Linked DNA regions of Mus musculus: region 1 is linked to region 2. A link is a contact called in public HiChIP or PLAC-seq data. All regions are on one chromosome and are shown on one strand. The core of a region is the stretch at or near the end of the contact, and the rest is flanking DNA. Distances in the headings are between cores, read along the strand shown. Region 1 has its middle 240 kb from the start of Xkr4. Region 2 holds the start of Xkr4 (X-linked Kx blood group related 4).

Evidence for each region. HiChIP or PLAC-seq counts read pairs in DNA pulled down with a chosen protein or histone mark.
Region 1: an H3K27ac HiChIP or PLAC-seq map of embryonic stem cells shows a contact between it and region 2, with 2.4 times the contacts expected there. The contact joins the enhancer-like site here to the promoter of Xkr4 in region 2. A contact is called at or near these places in 1 of 39 promoter capture datasets (hippocampal neurons), 5 of 484 Hi-C or Micro-C datasets (cerebral cortex, cortical neurons, embryonic stem cells and 1 more), 2 of 115 datasets of contacts at active chromatin or transcription factors (embryonic stem cells and neural progenitor cells) and 1 of 9 other capture datasets (embryonic stem cells).

Annotation. Positions count from the first base shown.
Region 1 is chr1:3,908,425-3,915,101 of GRCm38.p6, forward strand. No RefSeq gene overlaps it. Among named protein-coding and RNA genes, the nearest start is that of Xkr4, 240 kb to the left of the region's middle. Within about 2 kb of position 5,242, at least 12 of the 459 cell types and tissues checked have an H3K27ac peak or open chromatin away from gene starts, as enhancers often do. A contact at or near this core is called in embryonic stem cells, where this site is marked.
Region 2 is chr1:3,667,188-3,673,755 of GRCm38.p6, forward strand. It overlaps Xkr4 (X-linked Kx blood group related 4), which reads right to left and starts at 4,311. Exons shown (of 3, transcript NM_001011874.1): 1 at 3,365-4,311. The coding sequence starts at 4,161. It also overlaps the pseudogene LOC108167595.

The sequences.
Region 1 (6,677 bases), core at 3,992-6,491, 240 kb after region 2:
ATCTACTAACAAGAACATGCTCAACACCAGAAGTCATGTAGTCTCCATGGTAGTGTGAGCAGTGAGACTTCATAGGTCAAGCCAGGAGGAATCAGAGTGAGGGAGACTTTTACTAAACCCAAGGGAGTGCATTTTAATATGATATAACTGTGTTTTGTTTTGTTTATTTACAAATTTCTTGTTTTTAACAAATGTTTCAGTATTTTATTATTTACTTAACAATTACTTTAAGATGGAGTATTTACTCCATGGTCCAGGTATTAATACCTATGAGAGTTATTCCTAGAACTTTGGAATGTATTTCTTGTCATCCTGACGGTTTCTGTATCAGTTGAACGTTCTGTATCAGGTTGGGCTCTTGCATTCCCAACAGTATTTCCATGGTAAACCCCAGTGTGAGGATAGGAGTTGATGAAATACTCTTCCCTGAGAAGTAAAGAGCTAGCTGTTTTGTCTGTGTCATAAGTTAGAGATTTGTTTCAGATGTCCTTAGTTGTATGGGGATGGGGGGCAGAGAAGAAGGAGAATAAAAAGGAAGAGGAGGAACATGAGGAGAAGGAGGAAAAGGAGGAGGTGACAAACAGATAAACAGAGAGACAGAGTTAGATGAAGTGGATATACGAGATATATGTGCCACACATACTTAGGCACATATAGGCTTTAATTTGTCTTCCTTCAAGACATCCCAGCAGAATGAAGACTCCCTTTCTTTCCCAGCACCTCTTTCTGGACCAAGACAAGATAATGCTAAGGTTGCCCTAGTAACTGAAAGCACAACGGTGCTGTCCCTCCAAGTCCATACCCTGCCCTACATGGAATCTAAGCATGGGTACTGAGGTACTGTGCCTGATGTACCCTGCATATCTTGATATCTATTCGGGCCATTTGTGCATCTGTCCAGTTGCCTCAAGAAAAAAAAAATGTTTCCCAATTCCTCCTTTCAGTTCATTCCAAAAGCTCAAGGCTCTCCCTCTTTAAAATGAAAAAAGCACCTGAAAAGGCTTTTCTCTGTTGTATCAGTTATATATCCCACTCTCCTACAAAAACAGTTGGTCTTAAGGATGCTCTGAAGGTAATGCCAAGAATTTCTTTGGATGCCAAAGTCTACAGATACTAAAGTCTTTTATATATAATGTATAGAATTAGCATATAGCATGCAATCCTCCTGCATAAATTATAACACATATGGAGAATAATGCCTAATATAATATAAACATGGAGATAATTATTACATCATGTCACCAAGGGAATAGGGAAAAAAGTCTGCACATGTCAAATATAGATACAATGGTTTCTTTTAATAGTTTGTTATCTTAAGCTTTCTGGCATCTGTGGATGTGGCACTGTAGAGGAGAGATGGACTATCTATGCAGACCTACTCTTTCTATCTGTGCTCACCCAGCATAAATGTTTCTTCTTCATACTTTTCTATGAAAGGACACCTGACACTTCAGCCTCCATTGTGGGAAGAGTCTTGCATTCCATCGCATGGTATTTCTGGTAGAGTGACCTTGTTCAGTACAGGCTAAGCTCCATGCTCTTTAGAGAACTAAAGTGGTTTCCTTCAGCAGCCTTTCAGTTTTATTCTCCTACACATATTTCTTGTGACCCACAGCAGAATTTCTTAAAATGCTTACTTCTTACCTATTTAAAACATTGTTTTTTTTCTGGGATGACACTTTTATATCTGCATAAGAAACTTCTATACACACTATCAAACCCAACTAAACTCTCTCCTCAGCAGTCTCTTCATATTTGACTCAAAGTCAAGTTCTCTCTTTAGCTATAGAGGGATGCATCTTGTATTCAAATCTACAGATATTTTCCTAGATCTTTGCTCACACCCACTTACTCTGCTTGCTTTTTATTTCATCATTCGAGTCTTAATAGGTGATGAATTACTTGACACATTATAGAACTTGGCATCTTGTTACTTTTGTAAAATATATGCTATAATAAAGTTAATGCCATTTTTAAAATCGTTGTGTATGTGAATAAATAGCTAATAGATGAACTATAAACTTGACAACAGAAATCCAGGTTCTTAAAATTCTATTTTTCCAAAGAATATTAGTATGCATCACTTCTAAAAACCTGGAACTATATGTCAGCACTGGCTGAAGACCTTACAAAAAGCCATAGAAAAATACAGCATTTCTTAAGAGTGTGAATATATATTCTGACTCCTTGAAAATGACATCACTAGTTCTGATAAGTTTAAATATTGTGAACATTCAACTGAAGACAGCTTTTTTTTTTTTTAAAAATAGTATCTGCACTAACCCAAATAAATCTAGAATGTTGACTTTTATCCATTCTTAATGTTATCTACGTTGCTTGGCATATATTAATTATTCCTGAATTTCTTCTCTTTAATACTGTTCAAGTTCTTATATCCTTCCTCATCACCTATACATCTTTTTATTAATTTGTATAAACTGTTATTCCATTTACACAAAAATTGTAGACATTCATTATTTTGCATTAGAACTATATGATAATGTTTTCATTTCTTATCAAATATAAGTTAATAGATTGTTTTTGACATAAAGGCATGGATTGATTTGAAGAAGTTGATACTGTACAGGGAGAAAATAGCATTAACAATCTTCCAGGAAATAAATGATTGCTATCTTCCCAGTGCCTAGGTACTAGATGCCTCAAACATTTTCATGGTGTTTTTCAGTTTTCAAATGTTTTTGACAGACTTTATTTGAAAATAATAGGTTAGAGAGAGATGGCTTCTCTTGCCTGCTGTGGCAATGGAAGCCTGTGTGCAGAACTCATCAGCAGTGTGCCTGGTCTAAGGCCCAGAGTTATTTCTCTTCCAATGTTCATCTCCCGTAAAATGATAACACAAATGGCAAGGGCAGTGACCTTGATTGCATTATAGAGTAGAAAAACTGAACCTTTGTGGAGCATGACAGTTAATGTCAGTCATACTTGAGTAACACACACATGATTATACACTTCTAAGTATTGGCATAAATTGTTTTTATTACAATGTTCCTTAAAAATACACACATTAAACAAAAGATGTATATTTCTGTTACCTGCAGTTCTGACGTTATTTAAACCAAAATCAAAGTTACTGATTGAATAAAACAACATTGAAAATCAAAGAAATTAAAATAATTCCAATGTTGTTAGTGGAACTGGTAATACTGCTCCCTGCATATAAGTCACATCTTCCAAAAATATACCGGTGTTCAGGGTTATTTCAGCTTGACATTCTAATAGTGCCCATTTTACCTACCATAAATTTAACAGTCACTGGCCATCTGATCAACAGGAGAATTGTGATTCTCACTCCTTTTAGTGCTAGAAGATCAAGGTGCTAACACATTCGATTCACAGACAGACAGCCTCATCTCACTGTGTCCTCACAGGATGGAGGATGGTAATGAACTGCTTTAAATCTCTTTTATGAAGACTGAAACAGTATCCAGAAGGACTTTATCTTCATGATCAATTGCCTTTTCTAAAAATCCCTGTTTCCTGATACCCTACCACCTTGGGAGTTAGTGTCCTACATAGGAATTTGGAAGTGACATGAGCATTCAGGTGATAGCACTTCATAACAAAGGAAAATTAATTCCCTCTCAAGAACTCTCCTCCAACCTATTTACATAACCTTGACATAACAACTTCATAAGGCCATCTCAACTTCAATTGACTCAATCAAATCATTTATATATATTAAATCCATTTTGGGGATTTGTTTACTGACTTGGATTGATAAATAGTTCTATTGAGGCAAATACAACCTGAAATAGAGACATTTGTGCTGTGTACATCCTAAAACCATGTGATCACACTCTGTTCAAACTATGTATCTAAGTAATCAAGAAGAATCTTGCATTAATATTTATGGTTAGATACTATGAGGAAATATAATTAAATATATATTATTTCAAATCCCCAAGGCTACCTATAATGTATATGAGGAATCTGACAGGTCCACAGTCACAGCTAATATCATTTATATAATGACAAAACTATTTTCACCCAGAAATTAACTCACTCACCCTAGAATAACAATACAGCAAACTGAAAGGAAGCACTGGAGATGAAGAAGTAATGAGAAAGGATAGCCTCAAGATCAGGAGTGCAGGTGGACTTCTATTGTGCCCCATGTGCTTGACCTGTGTTCATTTGTCAGAAAGTTCAATAGGTAGAACTTTGTAGTACATGATCCTGCAGAGCTGAGAGGCAGGCAGCAACCTGCAAGAACCTGGAGAGATGGGAATAATAGGGTGTTTTCAGGGAGTCTATGTGATGAGTCAGTGTCTGTAGGCCTGTGTATTGGAGGCTATCCACTGAGATCTCTGACCCAGCCACGTGGGAGGGTTCAAGCAAAGGGGAAAGAGTGTGAGCAGGGAGGGGGAATTGCCTCTGCTGCCTATGCTACTGCTGCAGCAGAAGAGCATTTCTCTTCACTTGAAGTGTTACAGCTCTGATGACAGATGCTTTCAGACAACAGAGTAACTCTCACCCACCTTTGTTCTTTCTGGATAGGATCTTATATACAGTTTTAGGGTGGGTTGGGACCTGACAGTAGGCTATCCCACCTTCAACTTACCCAATCAAATCATCTATATATGAAATCCATTACGATTAGCTCTATCTGAGATGTTAGGAATGCCTCATCTTCATGTGGCATCATCATTGCCCCTACAGAACTGATGGCCACAAATCTCTCTATGGGGTAGGACTGCCACTACATGACAGGGGCCTGGTACTGGGAGTAGACAAAGCTCCTACCATTTTTTCAGGGTTCTAGCAGCTTCTAGCCTTAGCTTGACTTTATCAGGCTTCCTCTCATGGTCTGCTGCACCTCAGGTGTCTGTGAGGAGTGGGCTACATTGCTGTAAGCCGGCCTGCGGCCTACATGAACCCGGTAATTCTGGAAGGCAGGCTGGGGCTTAAAGAAACTTAGACTGTGAGAAAAGATAATGAAGCCAAGACAAATTTTTCTGATCAAGACCCACCAGTTTACTAAGAAAGTGTGCTTATAAGGGGGAAGGCCCATTTCCCACCCCACCCACCCCACCCCCACCCCCACCAGTCCATTCTTGGTGCCTGGAGCCATTCTGTCAGCACTTGGTCGCCAGGCTGGTTGCTTATTCAGGAATATCTCAGGAGACAGGTTCAGCCTCTCAGCAGGTAGCAGAAAAGCAGGGCAGTTGTCACTTCAAAAGGAGCCAAGCAAGTAAGAAAGCTGCACCTCAGGTGGCCCCACCTCAGTGGTGACAAGGTCTGTGCCAGCCCCCTTCAGGCTGGGGGGAGGCTACACTACATATTAGCTGGTCAACATTCCTGTGCACCAGAAAAGGGGAGAGTTGTGTAGGGTATACACCAAAATCAAGGCAGTGTCAGATACTGGCTTCATCCACTAGTCCTTTATACAAACAGGCAGTCTCAAGGAGTGTAGATGATTTAAGACTTGGGCATATGCCAGAAATTCAGCTCCAGGGAACAAGGCATTCTGACTTAGAGAGATTTGACATGTAAGATCAAATGAATGCTTTCAGCTGTTTAAGGACAGGGAATGATATCGGTATGATTTCATGGAGTGGGGACTTTGTTCAATTTGAGTAAACATTTGTCTTGGGAACTATTTTAAGTATCTGCTGTTTGGAATGGAGGCCACAGTCTGTATTTAACAGATTCTGCCACAGAATTTTTATAAGCCCAAGAAGAAGGAAAATTTCAATCTATATTGTTATATCCACTTTGATTTCTTTCAAATTATTCCAGCTCTAATCTTATGTGCAACAAGGAGCACAATGCCTTAACAGATGCAGAATGACATTCTTTGTCAACACAGGCTCTTTGCTTTTCTTTTGCAAATGCCAATGTCCAGCAGATAATTGTCATTTAGAAAGTGATGTATTATGAAGTTAATCAACCTTTTATAATTGAGGTTTTCCTTTCCTCTGTTTGCCGGATGAATTCAGTACCCCAGAATTTCTCATCACAGAAGGAACAAAAAAAAAAAAAAAAAAAAAACCAACAACCAAAAAAATAATCATCTTTTCCCCTAATCTTAAGTTTATACACAATACCCTTTCACTTAGTAATTCAAGGTGGCTTCATTAGTCCAACATGTCCAGACAAAAGATATGAGCAGAGAACCCTTTTCTATGTATGGCCATACACAGAAGTCTGTTTTAGAATAGGTCTATCATATTGTTTATTCAGATGGAGGTGGAAGTGGTCTATTTCAGACCAAGATGATTTATTTTTACGATAGAGAAATGAAGACTGTAAGTCAGAAGTTCCTTAAAAAGGAAGTGTTTAGAAAGGACTCTGCCACTATATTTAATGACTAGCCACATCAACAATGCCTGATCTTAGCTAGTACCTGCAAGACAGAAGTCATGAAGATAAAAAGGAGATGTATAGACAGCTTGACATTAGGAAAAGAGAAAGTTCAAATTTTAAAAACTAGAAAAATTAAAAAGAAGAAATACATATATGTGTGCATATACACATATGGACATCCACTCACATGCAAAGAAAGATGTTTTCTCAAGTAACAAATATATTTCTTAAGCCAATCAGGGTGGCACATGCCTATAATTCCAGCACTTGAAATGGTGAGGGAATGGGACTTTGGGGCATTTGAGATTTGCCTGGGTTACAGAGTGAGACCATTTCTCACAAATCAATCA
Region 2 (6,568 bases), core at 3,061-5,560:
ACCAATCTACACTGTAACTCTCTACCTTCCAACCTCAGAGCAGAAAATCATCATTTGCACATACTGTTGTCATGATCTTCCAAGTGGACACAGGAAGTTAGCCAATATTATATCACTGTTTTAACCCAGGCTTAGGAATAGCACAGAATAACTTTCTTTTGCAGACCTTATGATTAAAGGCAGAGTTAACAGATGTGCCATTCATGATTCCCACTGGCTGATCTGCATTCTTAGTCATTCTGAAATTATATAAAGAGAATAATAAAAAGCATGTTCTCATTCATTTGCAGGCACAGTTCCTTAAAGCAATGGTTGCTCTTCCCACATGGAAGCAAAAGCTCACTTCATTATTTTGTATGGCTCCTTCCCAGAACCACTTCCTATGACTTTAAAAGCTTCCATTAATTTCCCATTAGTAAATGTTAATTAAAATGAGCATGTATCATTGCTTTTAGCAGTTTTCTTCATAATACATATATAATACATGCAAATTTTGTTCACAATGTTTCAAGTGGCTTATTTCAGAACAAACAAACACATGGATGTTATTTTTAAAAGATTTTAGCTATAGAAAGATTTTAGACTCTGATCCTTCCCTAAAATGCCTACAATTTCCTGCCAATGCAATGAAAGGTTAGCAACCCTGATTTAAAAAAAAAAAAAAAAAAGCTATCTTATCCAAGATAGCAGCCCTTTAAAACATGAATAATGACTTCTGGGCTTTAAAACACTCAGTACCCTGCTGTTAGTGCAGTATTTGGATAGAATGCTTTGAAAAGGAGAACTGGAACAGGCCAAGGAATGCTTCTAATTTAAAGATGTATGGTAGTCTAAAATGTTATACAGGATCCAATGCAATAATCTTAGGTGAGCCCCTTTCTACTAGTTATTATGAATGGTACATACCTCCCTACAAAGTTCTATTCGCATGTTTAACATGGAGAAACTGAAACATATCAAAAAAGCATCTGAGCATTGAATTCCACATTCTGTCTCATTCTTTACAGTTATATACATTCAGTCAAAGTAATTTAGAAGAATATTATCAAAAAATAAAGAGGCTATTTTTAGATCACAGCTGTATAAGATTACCAGGAGATTCCTCAAATATTTTCAGCAAAACCAAATAATGGGTTATACAGCAATTCAGAGTTCCACGGTGAGCATCTCATTAGACAGTGATGAAAAAGGCCTGATAGTTCCAAAAGGAACAGTTCAACTCAGAGGAGCTATTAGCAAAATAAACCTCAGCGTCTCTCAGGAATATTTTGTAGGGACCTTAACAAAAAGGGGGCCATGTGTTTCTCCAAGGTTCAGCCAGCAACACAATTGTCTGACAGACTGTGGTCTCCTTTATATGTTCAGCACTACCCTTTTACCCTTTGCCCTTCATGGGCCCTCCATTAGACCCACTGACCCAGTGGATACTGTCTCATTGTAGTATTTTTCTCCACGTTTTCCTACTTCTCACTTTCTCAGCATCATTTCCTGAAGAGAAGAAGCATTATTTTCAATTGGTAAACTGTTTAGATTCAAAAGTCTAATAAATGTTACAATTAAAATGACTTCTTCAGTACACTGAGTTTAACACCACGTGCTTTTCAGAAAATGTCAATCTGTAGGAGGCACACACAGGTGTTTAGTGACAATAACTAATAAGCACTTATATTGCTGATTTACAGATAATTAAAAGGAAGTGATTTCAGAATATTTTATAGTTTTCACAAGTTACCAAATAGGTTGATAAGTTTTTGGTACCACACTGCTAGATTAAAACTACTAATCCTGTATATTGTAGCCACTAAATAACTTCAGTACTTAAATAACCCTTCTAGTTCTTCCTCATAATTAAAGAATACCCAACTTGGACCTTCCAATACTTTTCTGTAGGAAATTGAGACGCCACAGTTAAACTGATGTTTTAGAAAGTCTCCCAGGGTCTGAAATATATATGTTTCCACATCAATTTGTCTAACAGTACACCATGCCTCTTTACCAGAAAGTATCTTCTCTAAATACGTTCTAAGGCAGGAGGTCTAGGGCCATGCTCACCCTGCTTTACAGCTCTTGGTTCTAGGAAGAGCAATGGGATGACTACAGTTACTCTCCTCAGACAAGGACGCTGACTTCTGCCAGAAAGAGAAGTGTGTGAATCTATGTTACAAATGCTCTGAGCTGTTTCTTCATGGGATACTTCATCATGCCAATGGGTTAGAATGTCTTTCATCATTAAAACAAACAAACAAACAAATAAACAAACAAAAAGCATACAGGTGAAAGTACAGAGTACATGCCAGTATCAGCCCACTTGGTAGGAAGTTTCCACACATTACACTACATAGTTACTAAATTGCTTTAAAGCCAAGGAGTCTCTAGGGTAACAGCCTCTATATTTTTCTAAACATATATGTTTAATGTGTTAAACATTGTGTTCCAAAGCTTCTAAACACAGAGAAGTCAAAAGAACAGATTTCTGAGCATATTGTCCCACCACATTCCTACATCTGTGCAGTAATGCCTGAGTGATGGCTCCACCCTGCCCAACAAGTTAAGTCTTGCACTTCAGTGTATAAGCAAAGTGACAACTATGTAAAGAGACTTGGTGGATCAAGTGAGAAGCAGTAAATCAGCCAATGAAAATGCACAATTAAAGTTTGCCCAATGTGCTTGCTACCCCTTTTCTAAAGGTTCCCAGTTACATGTGAAAGTCAAACTAGGGATGCTGCCAGGTAATCAGAGGAGCACTATATAAGTCAGAGTCTGAGCACTTATGCACACACACTCACACACAACATAAATGATAAATGTTCACTCATTTTACATATATATGTCTGTATATATATATGTATACATATACGTCAAATATTTATTAACACTACTTTAAGCTCAGTATTTCTTTAGCTGTTATCATCCAAATATGGACATCTTTGAGCAGTAACAAGTCCTATTTAACTAGAATTGTAATCCTATCCAAACCCAGCACAAAGGAAACCATCAAAAGTACAACACACCAAGAATTCTACATAATATAAATGACTTTTTAGTAAGTGTGAGAGGAATCCTCTGCTAGTGAAATATTAAGTCTACAATCGGGGGAGAACTTGTAGCATACATAGAAAAACTAGTCTATGAGAAGATGGGAAACGTGACAGACTACAAACACGTTCCTGCGTGCCCTTCCTTGGTTTCTTTTTCCTCACCTAACATGAGTTAGGTAAGGAGCAGTTTAGAAAAGAAAACCACAAGAGTGACTTGGCTTACTAGTCATTAGGAAAGATTTCATGCAAAAGTAGAACAGTGGACATGGTGGGCAGGCATGTAGGAACAGTAGTAGTCTCTCTCAACCCCCACCCTGATACAGTACCTCCAGATTTGCCCAAGCTGCAAGATGTGGATGAGTGACTGCAGGAGCCAGATGCAAAAGGAGCAGGACGCAGACCTGTGTTTGCCGCTGGTCCGGGTGGCCCCGTTGCTGTTGCTGCCGCTGTTGGTGGCGGCGATGTTGCTCTTGCTGGCGTTGGATGCTTGCCTCTGCGGCGTGGAAGGACGAACCTCGCCTTCCCCGGCTGCAGACCCACTGCTGACCACCGTCTTGCAATCTGCTCCAGGCTGCTGGCAGCTGGAGGTGGTGGTCGTGGAGCTGTCCTCGGTGCTGAAATCATGCACAAACCAGCGGAAGCTGAACACTTGCACAGAAAGGGAGCCCAGCACCACGAAGAAGAGGGTGAGCCCAAACCACCAGCGCTGGCCACGCAGGTAGTAGTCCACCGCGAGCCAGATGTCCGTTCCCACATCCGCGAAGTACACGGCCACGGCGGCCAGGATCCAGAGGCAGTCCCACAGCGAGTAACGCCGCTGCTCCCTGCCCAGGCGCAGGCACAGCGCCGCAGAGCCCGCCCCGCTGCCCCGGCCGCCGCCGCCCGAGCCGCCCGAGCCCGCCGAGCCGCCGCTCCCCGCGCAGCAGCAGCAGCAGCGCGAGCAGCCACCGCCGTCCGGGCAGCAGCCGCCTCCGGCCGCCTCCGTGTCCTCGGCTCCGGACCCCGACGGCAAGCCTGGAGCCAGTCCTTGCACAGAGCCCGAATTGTCCGAGTTCTGCAGCGGGGTGAACGCCACGTCGCTGCTCTTCTTCATCTTCAGCCTCCCGTCTGACTTAGCGGCCATGATGCCTCGGCAGCGGAGGAGAGCACTCCTTTATCTGACACCTGTCCCTGCTGTCTCCTCCTCCCGCCACCTCCTCGCCTCGCCCTGGCTTCCTTCCCCGGCCGCGCCGCTCCCCAGCTCCTACTCCAGCGCCCGCTCGCCCGCCGCCGCCCGCGGGGCTGGGCGCTGGGCCCGGCTAGCCGCACGCTCGGGACCCGCAGGAGCGCCGCCTGGCTGCCTGCGCCGAGCCCAGCTGCTCGCGCCGGCCCGCGCGCGCCCCTGACAGCCGCCCGCGCTCCGCGCCGGCCCGGCCCCGCGGCTGCAGCACGAGCCGCCGCCGCCGCCAGCAGCAGGAGCAGCAGCGGCCGCCGCGGAGCTCCTCGGACCTGCACATTCCTCTCCTCCCCTCGCGCGCGCTCCCTCCTCCCGCAGCCTCTCCTCCACCAGCTGACTCCGAGGGAGAGGATGACCTCATCCCTTCCCTTCCAGCTGCCGCCGCTCCCACCCCGGCTGGGGAGGGGCGAGAAGGAGGGCCCGGAGGAGGGGCTGGGATTGAGGGGAGCGGCGGGTGGGGGTGCCTGGCTGGCCAGTGCTGGACGCGGAGGGCAACAGCACGGCAATCGGAGGCCCAGTCCAGGCTCGTGGGATAGCGAAGAGCGTTGAGTGGATTTCCTCGAAGCTGGGGGGATGGGATGGGCAGAGCGCGCCGCGTGTTAGAGCCTTGGTGTTGGGTCACTGCCGAGGGTAGGGGGCCACGGACACAAGCGGGCGTGGCAGCAGCGAAGGCTGCGGAAGAAATGGTCTCTTTGTATTGTACCGGGCGCGCTCGGCACCTGGCTGGGTGTGGTATGGTGCTAGGTGTGTTGCTGGCGAGGGTGAACACGCTTTAACTAGGAAGCTAGGGCTCCTATACTGGCGGCGGTGGTGGGCGTGCCATGCTTTGGAGATCCTGGGTGGCACAGTACTTGCAGAGCTAGAACACCTAAAGCAAAGCTGGCAGCAGAGGGCGAGCCCTCGGGATAAGGCGAGAGCAGCCCCAGGGATGCTGTCCTGCCAAACCCCAGCCTAGAGAAATGCAAAGGCCCTATCTCAGGAGGTGGGTGCATGAAGCCCTGTCCCCCTGCGAGTTTAACGAGCCTGAGGCAGCAGCACTAGGCAGACACCATGGTGGGGCTACTCCTAACCGCAGGTGGGAAACGCTGCACCTCTGGCGGCGGCAACCTAGAGCGCGGCGGTGGGAGGAGGGACATGGCTAGTAACCAGGGAAAAGAGAACTAGCTCGGCCCTTGGCCCCGCGCAGGGAGTGGCAGATCCCAAAGCTAATGCCACTTCTCTTATTCCAAAACTGCAATTACCTTCCCTTAAACCTATAAACGTACAGACTTACTGTAGGGTCTCATAACTTCAGAAATGACTCGAATTTAATCTATTCTCGAAGAGAATGTAATAAAATATGTTGCAGTTTAAAAAACAAACAAACAAACAAAAACAACCAACCAAAAAAAAAAAAAAAAAAAAAAAAAACACCACCACCACCAAAAAAAACCCTTTAAATCCCAACAAAATATGGGATATCTTTTTCCTTTTTAAGTTAAGAAAACCCGTGCTTTAGTTTGCCTTACCTAGTTAGCTTTTCAAATGTAAGGGACAAAGAGGGTGATCCTTAAACTGCAATGTGACTCACACACTTTGAGTTCAGAGTAAGCTGGTGATACTGCAGGGAACAGTTCCAGCCAGCTTCCTTCCTTCCTTCCTTCCTTCCTTCCTTCCTTCCTTCCTTCCTTCCTTCCTTCCTTCCTCTCTCTCTCTCTCTCTCTCTCTCTCTCTCTCTCTCTCTCTCTCTCTCTTTCTTTCTTTTGATTTTTGGTTTTTAGAGACAGGGTTTCTCTCTTGTAGTTCTGGCTGTCCTGAAACTCACTCTGTAGACCAGGCTGGCCTCGAACTCAGAAATCTGCCTGCCTGTGCCTCCCAAGTGCTGGGATCAAAGGCGTGCGCCACCACTGCTCGGCCAGTCAGCCTCTTAAGGGATCTGTAGATACAGGTTAATATTCCCTGTTTCCTGGCCTCTCCCGAGGGTAGTGCCGGGTGAGTTTTCATTCCTGTATAGTGACATTCTCTGAATATCAAAACCCTCACTGACAGACCACCTTATGCTACAGCACTCCACTGTTTTAGCACCTACCTGACCAAGGTGAGATTAGTCTCACCCAGTGGATACACCAACAATTGTCCTCAAAGACTAGTGCCCAGGGGTTCTGCTACTTGGTCTTTACCTGACACCCTGGTATGTGGCCATGGGCCCATAAGTGGTTATATGTATGTGCTAAACCAATTTTTATAGTAAAAGATGGGTAGTAAGGATGAGAGGCAACCCAAGCCACTTAACTTCAGGCATTTTAAAATTCATCTTCAACACTGGGCCATTTTG